2 separate regions of the Pan troglodytes genome follow, and region 2 is linked to region 1. A link is a contact called in public HiChIP or PLAC-seq data. All regions are on one chromosome and are shown on one strand. Each heading gives the region's core, a stretch centred on a gene start, on an enhancer-like site or on the middle of the called end of the contact. The rest is flanking DNA. Distances are from core to core; before and after follow the strand shown.

Evidence for each region. HiChIP or PLAC-seq counts read pairs in DNA pulled down with a chosen protein or histone mark.
Region 2: an H3K4me3 HiChIP or PLAC-seq map of stem cell-derived excitatory neurons shows a contact between it and region 1, with 8 times the contacts expected there. The contact joins the promoter of SPACA6 here to the promoter of ETFB in region 1. A contact is called at or near these places in 1 of 7 Hi-C or Micro-C datasets (stem cell-derived neural progenitor cells) and 1 of 1 datasets of contacts at active chromatin or transcription factors (stem cell-derived excitatory neurons).

Annotation. Positions count from the first base shown.
Region 1 is chr20:54,218,032-54,224,732 of NHGRI_mPanTro3-v2.0_pri, reverse strand. It overlaps ETFB (electron transfer flavoprotein subunit beta), which reads left to right and starts at 3,407. Exons shown (of 6, transcript XM_016936709.2): 1 at 3,407-3,589. The coding sequence starts at 3,533. It overlaps CLDND2 (claudin domain containing 2), which reads left to right and starts at 842. Exons shown (of 4, transcript XM_016936711.4): 1 at 842-910; 2 at 1,271-1,449; 3 at 1,832-1,972; 4 at 2,281-2,842. The coding sequence starts at 1,281. The coding sequence ends at 2,819.
Region 2 is chr20:54,544,409-54,551,109 of NHGRI_mPanTro3-v2.0_pri, reverse strand. SPACA6 (sperm acrosome associated 6) reads right to left here and starts at 3,133. Exons shown (of 8, transcript XM_016936735.3): 1 at 2,855-3,133. The coding sequence starts at 3,004.

The DNA.
Region 1 (6,701 bases), core at 2,158-4,657:
TGACTTCAGGTGATCTGCCCGCCTTGGCCTCCTAAAGTGCTGGGATTACAGGCGTGAGCCACTGCGCACCCGGCCAAGGGAAAGAGAAGTTTCTAAGAAAGGGCTGGGAGTGGTGGCTCACATCCATAATGTCAGCATTTTGGGAGGCCAAGGTAGGAGGATCGCTTGAGCCCAAGAGTTTGAGATCAGATTGGGCAACATAGCAAGACCCCATCTCTATAAAAAATCTTAAGAAAATTAGCCAGGTGTGGTGGCACATGCCTGTAGTCCCAGCTACTCAGGAGGCTGAGGCAGGAGGTTTCCTTGAGCCCAGGAGTTCAAGGCTGCAGTGAGCTGTGATGGTGCCACTGCACTCCAGCCTGGGAGAGAGAGATGGCTCACGCCTGTAATCCCAGCACTTTGGGAGGCTGAGGCAGGCAGATCACAAGGTCAGGAGTCCGAGACCAGCCTGGCCAATATGGTGAAACCCCGTCTCTACTAAAAATACAAAAATTAGCCAGATGTGGTGGTGTGCACCTGCAGTCCCAGCTACTTGTGAGGCTGAGGCAGAAGAATTGCTTGAACCCAGGAGGTGGAGGTTGCAGTGAGCCGAGATCGTGCCACTGCACTCCAGCCTGGGCGACAGAGCAAGACTCCATCTCAAAAAATAATAATGATAATAATGATAAAAGAAGGACTTGGCCTATCATGTAACGGCCCCCAAAGCTGCGGTCTGAATCTAAGCAGTCACTCAGTTGAGAGCTGCGGGGGTGTATGCGTATGGTGGTGGGGGTAGTGATTATCCCTTTAAACAGCCACTGGGGGAGGGGGTTCTGGAACCCCTGGCCTCACAGAGACCCAGCCTCCCTCCCCCCGTCTCTCTGGGCTCTGTGTCTAAGGAGCCCTAGGGCACTGGGTGTGAGTCACTTAGGTGGGCCTGTGTGGAGGGGTGTCTGGGGAGGACACTGAACAGGCTGGGCTGAAAGGGCGTTCGGCTGTCGGGGGAGGTCTCTGGGAAGACAGGTTCCTCACAGCAAAGCCTGTGGTGAAGGTCTCAGAGGCCTCTCAGGGGAAGTCTCAAGGTCTCCAGTAAGGGGAACGAGGTCTGGAGGGAGGAGGTTGTGGGTCCTCAGGCAGGGTTGTTGAGGGAGGGGGGTCTTCAGGTCCCCAGAAGCAGGGACCTCAGGCAGGAGTACCAGGGGAGGAGTGTGGAGGAAGCGGGCTCCTCAGCTGGGGGCCTTGGGGTAGGAAAGGCCTGGGCCCATCCTGCCCTTGTGGCCCCCGGCTGCAGCCTCAGTGGCATGGGGGTGAAGCGGAGCCTCCAGAGTGGGGGCATTCTGCTCAGCCTCGTGGCCAACGTCCTCATGGTGCTCTCCACGGCCACCAACTACTGGACCCGCCAACAAGAGGGCCACAGTGGCCTGTGGCAGGAATGCAACCACGGCATCTGCTCCAGCATCCCCTGCCAGAGTGAGGCTCCGCCCGCCCAGATGTCAGAGGGCATTTCAGACCCCCAGGGCTTGGGACACACAGCTGGGCCCATGGCGAGACGCCCACCCCTTCCACCCCGGGCTCAGTTGCAGCTGTCCCTTGTCGGCCGAGGCCGCCACGAACCCCGCCCCTCGACTCGTGGGCTTGTCCCCGACCCCCTCCCCGTCCTGGTAGCGGCAGTAACCGCAGGTCTTGATGTGACCTCCAAGTCTCAATCCAAACGCCTGACTCCCGGTCGGTGGATCTCGGCTCCTGGCCACACACCGGGTTGGGGGCAGGAGACGGGAGAGCTTCCGGTTGCGGCCGAACCCGTAGTGACTGGGGCGGCGCCCGCGGGGGCTGATGCGCCCGCTCTCCCCAGCCACGCTGGCGGTGACTGTGGCGTGCATGGTGCTGGCGGTGGGTGTCGGCGTGGTGGGCATGGTGATGGGACTGCGGATTCGGTGCGACGAGGGCGAGTCGCTGCGGGGCCAGACCACGAGTGCCTTCCTCTTCCTCGGCGGTGAGACTGCAGACCGCCCCAGGCGGGCAGGCAGGGGCGGGCCCTGGGTGATGGAGGGGCCTGGTCACCAGGGGAGGGGCTTGAGGTACTCGGCCAGGATCCGAGGGGCAGGGCTGGAAGAAGCCGAGAGAGGTGGGCGGGGCTCGAGACAGAGTTCAGAGCGGGAGGAGCAGGAAGGGGCCTGGACCAGAGGCGGGCTGAGAGGCGATAGGCGTGGTCTGATAGAAGGGGGCGGGTCTGAGGGGGCGTGGCCTGGGTGCAGCCCCACCAGGCCCAGCTAGCTCATCTTGCGGCTGGGCGGGGCCCAGGACTGCTGCTGCTGACCGCCTTGATAGGCTACACCGTGAAGAATGCGTGGAAGAACAACGTCTTCTTCTCTTGGTCCTATTTTTCTGGGTGGCTGGCCTTACCCTTCTCAATTCTCGCGGGTAACCTGGACAGCGGGAAGAGGGTGGAGGAGACTGCCCAGAAGACCCTCACCCCAGAGGCTCCCCAGCTGCCCTCCCAGGAAACCCCGGGGACCTCTCGGGGACTCCCCAACACACTAACGACTCCCGCAGACCCGGCAGAGACCCCCTTGGAGCCCCAAACCCCAGTCCCCGGGGCCCTCCCGGCCATCCGCCCCAGGGCCCACCTTCCTCTCCCTGCCCCGCACCCCCGTCCCCCCAGGCTTCTGCTTTCTGCTGGCAGACATGATCATGCAGAGCACCGACGCCATCAGTGGATTCCCCGTGTGTCTGTGACTGCAGCCTGCCTGGGGCAGAATAAAGGAACGGCTTTTTTTTTAGCGCTGCGGCTCCGCGTGCTTTTCTGCGGGTCGTGGGGACGCAGGCACGGGGTTGCATAGAGGCTCAGGGAAGACATAAGGACATGAACTCATAGGGAACGTGGAGACAGGGAGACACAGACATGGAGACACAAGTCTCCATGGATTGGGATGGGAACAGGGACATGTGGGAGGGGCGGGGCCAGGCGGGGACGTGGGCCTTTGGAGAGGGTGTGGAGAGGCTGTGGGGACGACATGGAGGTGAAGTAGAGACACGGACAGGGGAGGATACGGATATGGAAGGGACAGGGAACACGGGGATGGAGAGAGTGGAGAGACCGACGCGCGAGGATTCAGAGGCGTGGGAATACGAGTAGCGCAACTTGGAGAGGCCGGGAAGAAGTGGGGGATCTGGAGAGGGAGAGCAGATCCGGGGATACCGGGAAGTGTTTATAGGACCGAGAGGATCTATAAACTCCGGGCGCGCTTCCCTCCAGTGCACGACCTTTCCCCTAGTTCTCTGCCCTGCCCTCTCCGCCAGGCCTTTCCTTCCCTCTCCAGGTCCCGCTCGCTCCCCGAGATCCGCTTCCCATTGGTTTGCATTGCTTGCCACACCTCCCTTCCCTCCGGCCTCTCGATTGGTCCTCTGTCGGGGAGGCGGGCTCTGCAGCGGTTGACTGGCTGACCGCGCTGCGCGCAGGCGCAGAGAGGGGCGCGGGGGGCGGGGGTGGTGGGGCTTCTGGACTGAGCCGCTGAGGGTGCGGGCTGACCCTGTAAGTGGCTGCGGCGGGAAGATGGCGGAGCTGCGCGCGCTCGTAGCTGTCAAGAGGGTCATCGACTACGCCGTGAAGGTGACCGGGCCCCCCTCTCCCACATCCCTGAGTCCCGCAGCCGTGTGCTTCCGGGGCCACGAGCGCACGCTGGGTGGGGGTCTTCTCGTAACCCCCGACCTCTGCCGCTTTAACCCCCAAACGTCAAAGTCACCTGAGGGCAAAAATCCAAGAGTGAAGTTCTAACATCCGATCCCTCCGGGGTCACGGCCATGTTCTCTTTTCCCTCGTTCTGGATTCACTCTCTTGATAACTGTTCAGAGTGAGTTGCTATCTCTATTTCTTACCCACTGGAAGAAGTCACGGTCCCTGTTTAACGCACGGAGAAACTGAGGCACAGAGAGGTCACCCAGCTAGAGAAGGGCAGAGCCGAGAGTTCTATCCGGGTTCCTCTGACTGCTTTCACCCACTAGGCTGCATTACTTACCATTGTACTCTTATATTACCCGAAATGTGCTATAGAGGGAGTCAGACAGGGTCCTGTGGGGCCCCAGAAGCTGCTTTCCACCCTCCATAGCCACAGGGTGAGCCAGGAGGCTCTAGCTAGGGAGAGAGAAGTGTGTTTGCTAGAGATGAAAGTTCAAGGAGCCAACCTGATTGAGCTGGAGGTAGCTCACATTCTCCATGAAAGAGGGGGGAGGGTGCTCTCTGAGCGCCTGGCTTGTTGTCCCCAGAGGGAAGCTGGTGTGGACAGAGGTGAATCAGACACGGTCTCTCAGGCCCGTTTCTCTCAATGCTTGGCCTGAACTGGACTGAAGATGGTGACTGTCTGTCCATGTCTGTCCTTCCCATCAGCCTGGGGACTTAACCTCCGTGTCGCCAGCATTACCTAGCGCAGGGCCTGGCACCCTGGAGGCCTCAGGGTGGGCAAAACCAGGGTCACAAAGTTGACACTGATACTGCCCCTGCCTGCTTAGGGAGTGGGCTGGGGAAGAGGGTACAGGAGCCAGACTTGAGCATGAAAGTGTCAGTGATGATAGCAGCCAGCATTTAGCGGGTACTTACGTGGCAGGCATCGTTCCAAGTCCTTTGCAGAGATTAACCCATTCAGTCCTTTCAGTACCCTTTGTATTATTTATTATTTATTTTTACTTTTTGAGACGGAGTTTTGCTCTTTTTGCCCAGGCTGGAGTGCAATGGCGCAGTCTTGGCTCACTGCAACCTCCGCCTCCCGAGTTCAAGCAATTCTCCTACCTCAGCCTCCCAGGTAGCTGGGATTACAGGCATGCGCCACCACACCTGGCTAATTTTTTGTATTTTTAGTAGAGATGGGGTTTCACCATGTTGGTCAGGCTGGTCTCAAACTCCAGACCTCAGGTGATCCACCCGCCTGCCTCGGCCCCCCAAAGTGCTGGGATTACAAGCCTGAGCCACCATGCCTGGCCGACCCTTTGTATTATTAATTCCATTGGATAGATGAGGAAACTGAGGCCTGTCAGATCTCCCAGCCAGTAAGTGGCAGAGTTACGATCGAAACCCTGGGCAAGTCTGGCTCTAGACTCTGCTCTCCCATCTCCCTCAATGCCCCCTGTCCTAATGATGCCTCTGGCAGCACATGACAGGGATGTCACCTGTAGCCCTTTTGAGACATATTCCTCTTGGGGTCCTGGGACCCAACACTTGGTTTCTTCCCTGCTCTGACTGTTCGTTACTGTCACATCTTTGGAGTCCTACAGCTCCCTGGGCCTCCTCTCTCCATCCCAGCCCTGGCCTTCCCCGCCTGGCATGTCTGGGATTGGATCCGTCTCCCCCATGGTGCAGGCCCACGTTTGACTCAGCTCTGGTCCCAGCATCACTCCCTGGCACATGGATGTCTCTGGTGTGCTCAGGGAGAGAACAGAGGGGAAGCGTGAAGGCCGCGTTGAATCAGCTACTGTCCTTTCCAGAGGGTGCTGCCTTCCCCTCCCGCAGTGCCCCAGGGCTCCCTGCATTACATCCTGTCTCACTGGATGTGTCTGTTGATGTCCTTTTCAGAACAAATAAATGATTCAGACCCTGACAGCTTCCTAAACACCAGATTAGACCTGGGTACTGTCCCACCCCCTTTCCCTTCTCCCAAAGCTGTCAGTTCTCCACCCCCCGCCCTTCTTGCCCTATTGTCTCTTGGTGTCATTGTCTCACCTGGACCCTCACCCTGGTCCTCCCTCACTCCCAGTCTCTCCCTCTCAGCCCACCTCTACCCAGCCTTAGGGGCCTTTCTGCACCCAGAGCTCACCCTGCTCTCCCCTGCTCCCAGCCTGCCTGTGGCTCCCCAGCACCCTCAGGACAGAGTCGCAGCCCCTCTGCCTGGCATTTGGGATGCTTTGTGGTCCAGCCTCCTCTTCATGGTCTGCTTCAGCCGTCCACTTCCCTCCTTGGACCCTCCCTTACCCTTTGTGCTTCTGCCACTGTGACCTGCTCCTCCTGTCCTGACAGACCAGGCCGCGGCTCGCCCGTTCCATGCCTTCTTCCAGCACCACCCTCCTACCTCTGCTTTCTGTCCTTTGTCCTGCCCAAACTCCAACTCATGGATTATATCAAAATCTAGTGATTCTCGGCCAGGCACGGTGGCTCACACCTCTAATCCCTGCACTTTGTGAGGCCGAGGCGAGTGGATCAGTTGAGGTCAGGAGTTTGAGACCAGCCAGACCAACATGGTGAAACCCCATCTCTCCTAAAAATAAAAAAAATTAGCCAGGCATGGTGGCATGTATCTGTAGTCCCAGCTACTCGGGAGGCTGAGGCAGGAGAATCGCTTGAACCTGGGAGGCAGAGGTTGCAGTGAGCCAGGATTGTGTCCCTGTACTCCAGCCTGGGTGACAGAGCTAGACTCAGTCTCAAAATAATAATAATAATTTAGTGATTCTCCCTGGCATCGCCTCCTCCAGGAAGCCCCTGACCCTACACCCTCAGGTTGCCTTGGTATATCCCTGGGGGCTTCTGCAGTCCCTAGATTTGCTTCCATCAGCCCTCGCCAGACTGGATTGGGATCCTCTGTTTACCCCACGTTCCCCACTGCCCTACTCCATCATCCCCAGGCTGGTAGCTCCCTGCAGAGAGGGGCCATGTCCGATCCACCTCTGTTCCCAGAATCACGTGCTCACTCCCTGACCTCTTTCACCTCCTTGCTCAAACATCACCTTCTCTGGGAGGA
Region 2 (6,701 bases), core at 1,884-4,383, 330 kb before region 1:
CTCCTGCTCTCTCTCAGTCTCTGTCTCTCTCCCTCTCTCTCTCCTTCCCTCCCTCTTAGGTCTCTCTCTTTCCTCCCCTCCCCCTTCTCTCTTTGGGTCTCCCTCCCTTCTCTCTCTTTTCTCCTTCCCTCTCTCCCTCCCCCTCGCAGCTCGAGCCAGGTCTGGAGCTGGGGGTGGGGTGGGGGTGGTTTGAGAAGGGGCCCAGGGCTGGGGTAGCGACCTGCTGAGGAGGGGGAGGAGAGGCGGGAAAGGGGCGGAGAAGGAAAGGGGGGAGGCGGGGGCCGGAGACGGGTCTACGGTCCCAGCTCTCTTCCCCCTTCCCTCCTTCCCAACCTCCCAGACCCTCAGGCGGGGGCGAGAGTCAGGCCAAGGTGGGGAGGAAGGGGAAGGGAGGAGGCTGCCCCCGCCCCCACCCCCCCACACCAACCTGGCCCGGAGCCCAGGCCTGGGTTCCCAGCATGCCCCGGGGCTGCCTGGGGCCTGAGGAGGAGGGTGAGGGGAGAGGGGAAGCCGAGAATCTCAAAGATTCCCCGGACCTAAGCATCTCCCCCACCCGCCAACCAGTGTCTCCTTGGGGAAACTGAGGCGGAGAGAGAAGGGTCAGGACTTGTTCAAGGTCACTGGACAAGGCGTTGGTGGAAACGCGAACTCCCTGGGCCCATAGCCCGGCTTTGGGGAAGGGGTAGGCTCTGGACTTCCCCCAGGCCTAGGTCCCCCTCCCCCTCTCTGCGGACCCTGGGGAGCCCCCAAGGGTCAGAGAGCAGACCCAAACAGTCTGGCACCATGGCAACTAGCTGGTCCCGCCCCCTTAACCCCTGGAGGGCTGGACTCCAGCTGGGGCTAAAGAGGAGGTGGGGACTCCTGGGTTCCGGAGGAGGAGGGGCCTGGGGATCCCCAGAACTGCAGGCTTCAAAGGGAGAAAGATGCCGGAGCCTGAACGCTTGGGTTCTAGAGGAACAGAGGGTTGGGGGCCGCGCTCCTTGGGAAGAGGGGCTGAGGTTCTGAACTCTGGGGTTTTGAAGGAGTTAGGGGCTGGAGTGTGGATTCCCTGGTCTGAGAGAACAGACTGGGGGCTCAGACTCCTGGATCCTGGAAAAAAGGGGGCTGGGGGCTCGGATTTTGGAATGGGTGGGGGACTGGGTGGTGTACTCCCAGATCTGAGGGAGGAGGGGTCTGGGACCTGGAATCCCGAGTCCCCGAGGGAGCATGGATGCTGGGCCTCTCCTCCTCCAGACATCTCCTGCCCCCGCCGCTGACCCTGGCCTGTCTGGCAGCCCAGACAACCTCCCCCTCCTCCTCGGCCCCCTCCCACTGGCACGGCTCACCCTTGACCCCTCAAAGCCCCGCAGCCCCATCCCTGCCCGTCCCCCTCCCCTCCAGCCAGACGTTAACCCTTCCGCTGCCGCAGGCACTCCAAAGCCAGTCTTCCTCCACCTCCCCCGAGGGCTCGGGCAGCTCGCCCCTAGTCTCTTCCAGCCACGATCCTACCAGCCCCAGCCCCCATCTCTGTCCTCCCTCTTGAATCCAGGAAGTGTCCCCAGCCTTCTCCAGATTCTGGACCCCGGGATCCAGGTCCCAGCCCCCTCCTTCAAGGATTCAGGAGTCTGGGCTCCCAGCCACCCCCCCCCCCCCACCCCCAACTCCTCCTCCAAGAACCCTGAAATCCAGGCCCCCGGGTGCTCCTCCCTCAGGGACCCAGGAGTCCGGGCCCCAGCCCCCCACCCTCCCTTTCCGCAGACTCACGGCTCCCGCGGCTCCCGCGTCGCAGGGAAGGGGTCTCCTCCGCCGCCCCGGGCCCGCAGGCCGGGCCCCACCGCCACCGAGCGCTCTCCATCCTCTCCCCGCCTTCGCCGCACGGCGGCCTCTCCCCTTCCTCCCGCCGTCCCCGCCATCCTCCTTCCCTTCTCCCCGACTCCCTCCGGCCGTCGCCTCCTCCCCGGCTCTGCGGTCCGGGGCTCCCCCTCCCTGGACCCCGCCGGCGGCGCGGCCGTCGGACCAGCCCCCTCCCCAGGGGGCCCCCCGCCCCGGCCCCTCCCCACCGCCCAGCCCAGTCCGGCCTGGCTTCCCCCCTGCCCCGGAGCTGGCCCAGGTCCAGGGGAAAAAATTCCATCCAGCCCCGGGGAGGAGGAGGGAGCGGGAGGGGGAGGCCGGGCCAGGGGAGCCTGACGCAGAGGAGGGAAGGGACAAAAGAGGCCGGGAGGCGGCGGCGGCCGGCGCTCCCGCCTCGCCCGCCCTCCTCCCTCGGCCAGTCTCGCTCCTCCCCGGCTTTCCCTAGCTCCCCTCCGCCTCTCCGCCCCGTCCTGTCCCTCGCTGGCCTCCCTCCCTCTTCTCTCCTGCGCCTCCTCCTCTCTCTGTGCGTGCTCTCTCGCTCTCTCGCTCCCTCTCTCCCTCTCTCCCTCCCTCCCTCCCTCCCTTCTCTCTCTTTCTCTCTCTCTCTCTCTCTCCCTCTTTCCCTCCTCCTCTCTGCTCCTGTCATTCTTGGTTGCTTTTGCTGCCTCTCTGTGTCTCTTTCCGTCTGTCCTCCCTTCTGTCTCTGCACATCTGTCCTTCCTGTCGCCCTCTCCCTATCTCCATCCTCTTTCTCTGCCTGTGGGGCTTCTGTGTATCCCATTTATTCTTCCCTTTTCTCTGTTTCTCTCCCTCCCTTCCCGTCTCTGTGTCTCTGTTCTTCCTCTCTCTCGCTTTCTCCTCCTCTCTCTCCCCGAACCAGTCAGGGTCTGCCCGTCTCTCTCTCCCCCTTCCTGCTCTCCCAGCTTCGCCCCCACCAGCTTTAGTATCTCCACCCCCCCACCCCCACCCACTGGGGACTCAAAGGTGAATCAGACCCGAATCTGCCCTTGCAGATGGAGCTCACAGTCTGATGGAAGAGACAGAGCCAGCCGCAGACAGTCCCAATCCCGGGTGATCTGGGTATGACACAGGGAGAGGCCAGAGGCTGTGAGAGCCCAGGGCGGGAGGAATCCTGGCAGCTGGAGACGGCAGAGAGAAGGCGTGGTTGTGGCATGACCTCCACTAAGGCCCTTCCAGGCAGAGGGCACAGCTGAAGCGAAGGCCCAAGGCAGGAAACCAAGGAGGTGCTGGGAGGACAACAAAGCCCTTAAGTCTGACTAGAGCCTCCGAAGCCAGGAGCCAAGGAGCACAGGAGATGAGGCTGGTGGGGCGAGCGGGCGGGGTCAGATTCTTAGGGAGTTTCAGGCCAGGCTGGGAACTTAGCCTTCTGAGGGTGACAGGGAGCCCTGGAAGGTTGTGAGCAAGGGGCGGGGACACGGTTATAGCTGAATGTCAGACCCCGCTGAGGCTGTGTGGAGTGGAGGGGGAGAGACGGGTGGAGGCTGGGGAGGAGGCCCCCTCCCTGCAGTTTGCGGGCTAGGACCTGGGGAGAGAGGAAGGGGTGGGGCAGGAATGTGAGGAGCTGGAGATGGCTGGAGACTGCTGGGCACTGGGGGCAGAGAACAGGAACCTGTGGGCGGGAAACAGGTAGGAAAACTACAACTCCCTGAGTCTGGCCCAGGAACGGATGGGGCAGGAGTTGCTTTCAATGGGGAACTAGGAGGAAGAAGAGGGTAGAGGAGAGAGATGCTGTGGGCATCTGAGAACTTAGTGGACATTAAGAGCCAGGGAAAACGTTCAGGGAAACGTTTTAGGGAAAACGTTCAGGATGCATGGTGCTGGGCTTTCAACAGTGCATCTCCCTCCCTCCCTATCCTCCAGCCACCCAGTTCTCCTCTCTGGGGACAGCATATATTCACTAATTTCTTACGTATCTTTCCAGAGGAATTTTATACATCTATGCACATATATACCACCCTCCTCTTTTCTGTCCCCTGATAGGATCACATTATTCTGCACCTTGTTTTTTTTTTTTTTTACATGATATCCAAAGATCCTCCCATATCTAGGCTTATAGAACCTCCTCATTCATTTTAATAGTGATATAATATTCCATTGTATTCATCTATTTATTCCTAGTGTATTCAGTTAATTGGGAGATTGGGAGGTTTTTTATGTCAAGAAACTAATGCTTATGCATATTCATATTTACAGATTTGTGTATGTATGTGTGTATGTATGTATGTATGTATGTATGTATGTATGTATTTATTTTTGAGACGGATTGCCCAGGCTGGAGTGCAGTGGCATTATCTCAGATCACTGCAACCTCTGCCTCCCAGGTTCAAGCCATTCTCCCACCTCAGCCTCCCACGTGGTTGGAACTACAGGCCTGCGCCACCAGGCCCGGCTAATTTTTGTATATTCTGTAGAGATGGGGTTTTGCCACGTTTGCTGGACTGGTCTTGAACTTCTGACCTCAAGTGATCCTCCCACCTTGGCTGAGCCACCACACCTGGCCCAAATTTGCTGATTTTTAAAGTGATTTTGTCCAATGCTTTTAAGCCTCTAAACCCAGATATTCAATAAATGCTTACTTCTAGAGCCTTTAAAATTTGTTGATAATTACTAACAATGGGATAATAATAATGACAACAGATACCCTTTATTGAATGACTACTTGGAGCCAGTTCCTGGGATGAGTATTTGTTATACATTATATCATTGATTACACAGAAACCTTATTATTAGAAACTATTATTATCCCAATCGTAAGGATGGAATACTGAATAGGATGCAGCTCTGAATAGCCAGTTGCCCAAGCTCACAAAGTATGTGATGGAGCTAGAGATTCAAACCCAGGCCTCTCTGGCTCCTTCTTTGGGGTGGGCTGGCTCTGGGAAAATATGCTATTTCTAAGGATTGACACTGGGTACATTTAAACTTGTCATGCACACAAATTCATGTATGATTAAGAAGGACCCTTTGTCAGACCCCTCACTTTCACTTACGATCTAGAGTTACTGTCATTCTACATTCACCCTGGATGCCCTGTAGACAGATCAGGACAGGCACCGCATCACAGTCCTTGTCCTGGCCCTGATCCTGTTGTGTTGTGATTTTCTACGTCTGGGTCTGTCTTTGGGAATTTACTGAGGGCACGGTCTGGGTCTGAGTCATCTCTGTGTCCTCGATATCACTCCACCCAGGCATGGCTCAGAGCAGGGGCTCAGGAAAATGTTTGCTAAGTGAATGAATGAAGAGATGAGTGAATAATAAATGACTTGTGGATTAGTCTGGGACTTGCTTAAGCCCCCAGGAACAGTGACCATAATTCCCATTAGTTTCTGAAACATAAGGCCTCTGTTCTCATCAGTTAGCAAGTCACAGGGACCACTGGTTCCTTCATTCTGTGAAATACGGGGCTCCAAATCTCTCAGCACATAAGACTCATCTACTGCAATTCCTACAAATATCCAGAACTCAGGATCCATCATTCCCTTCACTCCCTGAGACAGGGGGCCACCATTCCCATCAGACATTGGAACACAAGTACAGGTTGAGCATCCTTAATGCAAAAATCTCGAATCTGAAATGCTCCAAAATCAAAAACTTTTTGAGCACCGACATAACGTCAGAAGTGAAAAATTTCATTCCATCACTTGATCTCATGTGATAGACTGCAGTCAAAACTTTGTTTCATGGGGCTGGGCACAGTGGCTTATGCCTGTAATCCAGCGGTTTGGGAGGCTAAGGCAGGAGGATCACTTGAGCCCAGGAATTTGAGACCAGCCTGGGCAACATAGTGGGATTCCCATCTCTACAGTAAAAAAATTTAAAACTTAGCAGGGCATAGTGATGCATGCTTCTCCCAGCTACTAGGGAGGCTGAGGTGGGAGGATTGCTTGAGCCCAGGAAGTTGAGGCTGCACTCCAGCCTGGTTGATAGAGTGAGACCCTGTCTTAAAACAAACAAACAAAAAACCTTGTTTCATGCACAAAAATATTGTATAAAATTATCTTCAGGCTATGTGTAGAAGGCATATATAAATGAAATGAAAACAAATGAATTTTGTGTTTGGACTTGGGTCTCATCCCCAAATATCTGATTTTATATATATGAAAATAGTCCAAAATACAAAATAAAAAAATCAAACCTCAAACACTTTCTGTCTCAAGTATTTTGGATAAGGGATGCTCAACCTATATCACCATCCTTATCAGTCTCTGCTACCCAATATTGTAATTCTCATACTTCTTAGACACAGGGGCCACCATTCTCATCAACTGCTGAAACTCAAGTTCCACTATTATTACCTCTTGGAACAGCACTTCAAAGGAAAATAGAAACTTCCTACCCTTCACAAGGTCATCCCAAGTTCCTGAAACAGGAACTGGTAGACAGGAGGACACCTTAACCTACCTTGAATTAGGTCTGAGTCAAGGACTTACACGTTGATACTATAGAACAGGCGGCACCAGGTCATGAGGAGCATCAAAGTAGCAGAGAATCCTTCCATGTGAGGGATCAACCCTAAAACCAAGATAATCCGATAGCACCACCAGACAATCCTTCCATGTGGGGGGATCAACCCCAAACCCAAGATAATCCTAGAGCACCACATAATCCCTGCAGGTGGGATAATCCCCACACTGGCAGAGCCTAAAAATCATGAGATGATCTAAATCAAGCTTGTCCAACCCACAGCCCATGGGCCTCATGTGGCCCAGGATGGCTTTGAATGTGGCCCAACACACATTCATAAACTTTCTTAAAACATTGAGGTTTTGGGTTTTTTTTGGCAGTTTTTTTTAAGCTCATCAGCTATCATTAGTGTTAATGTATTTTATGTGCAGCCCAAGACAATTCTT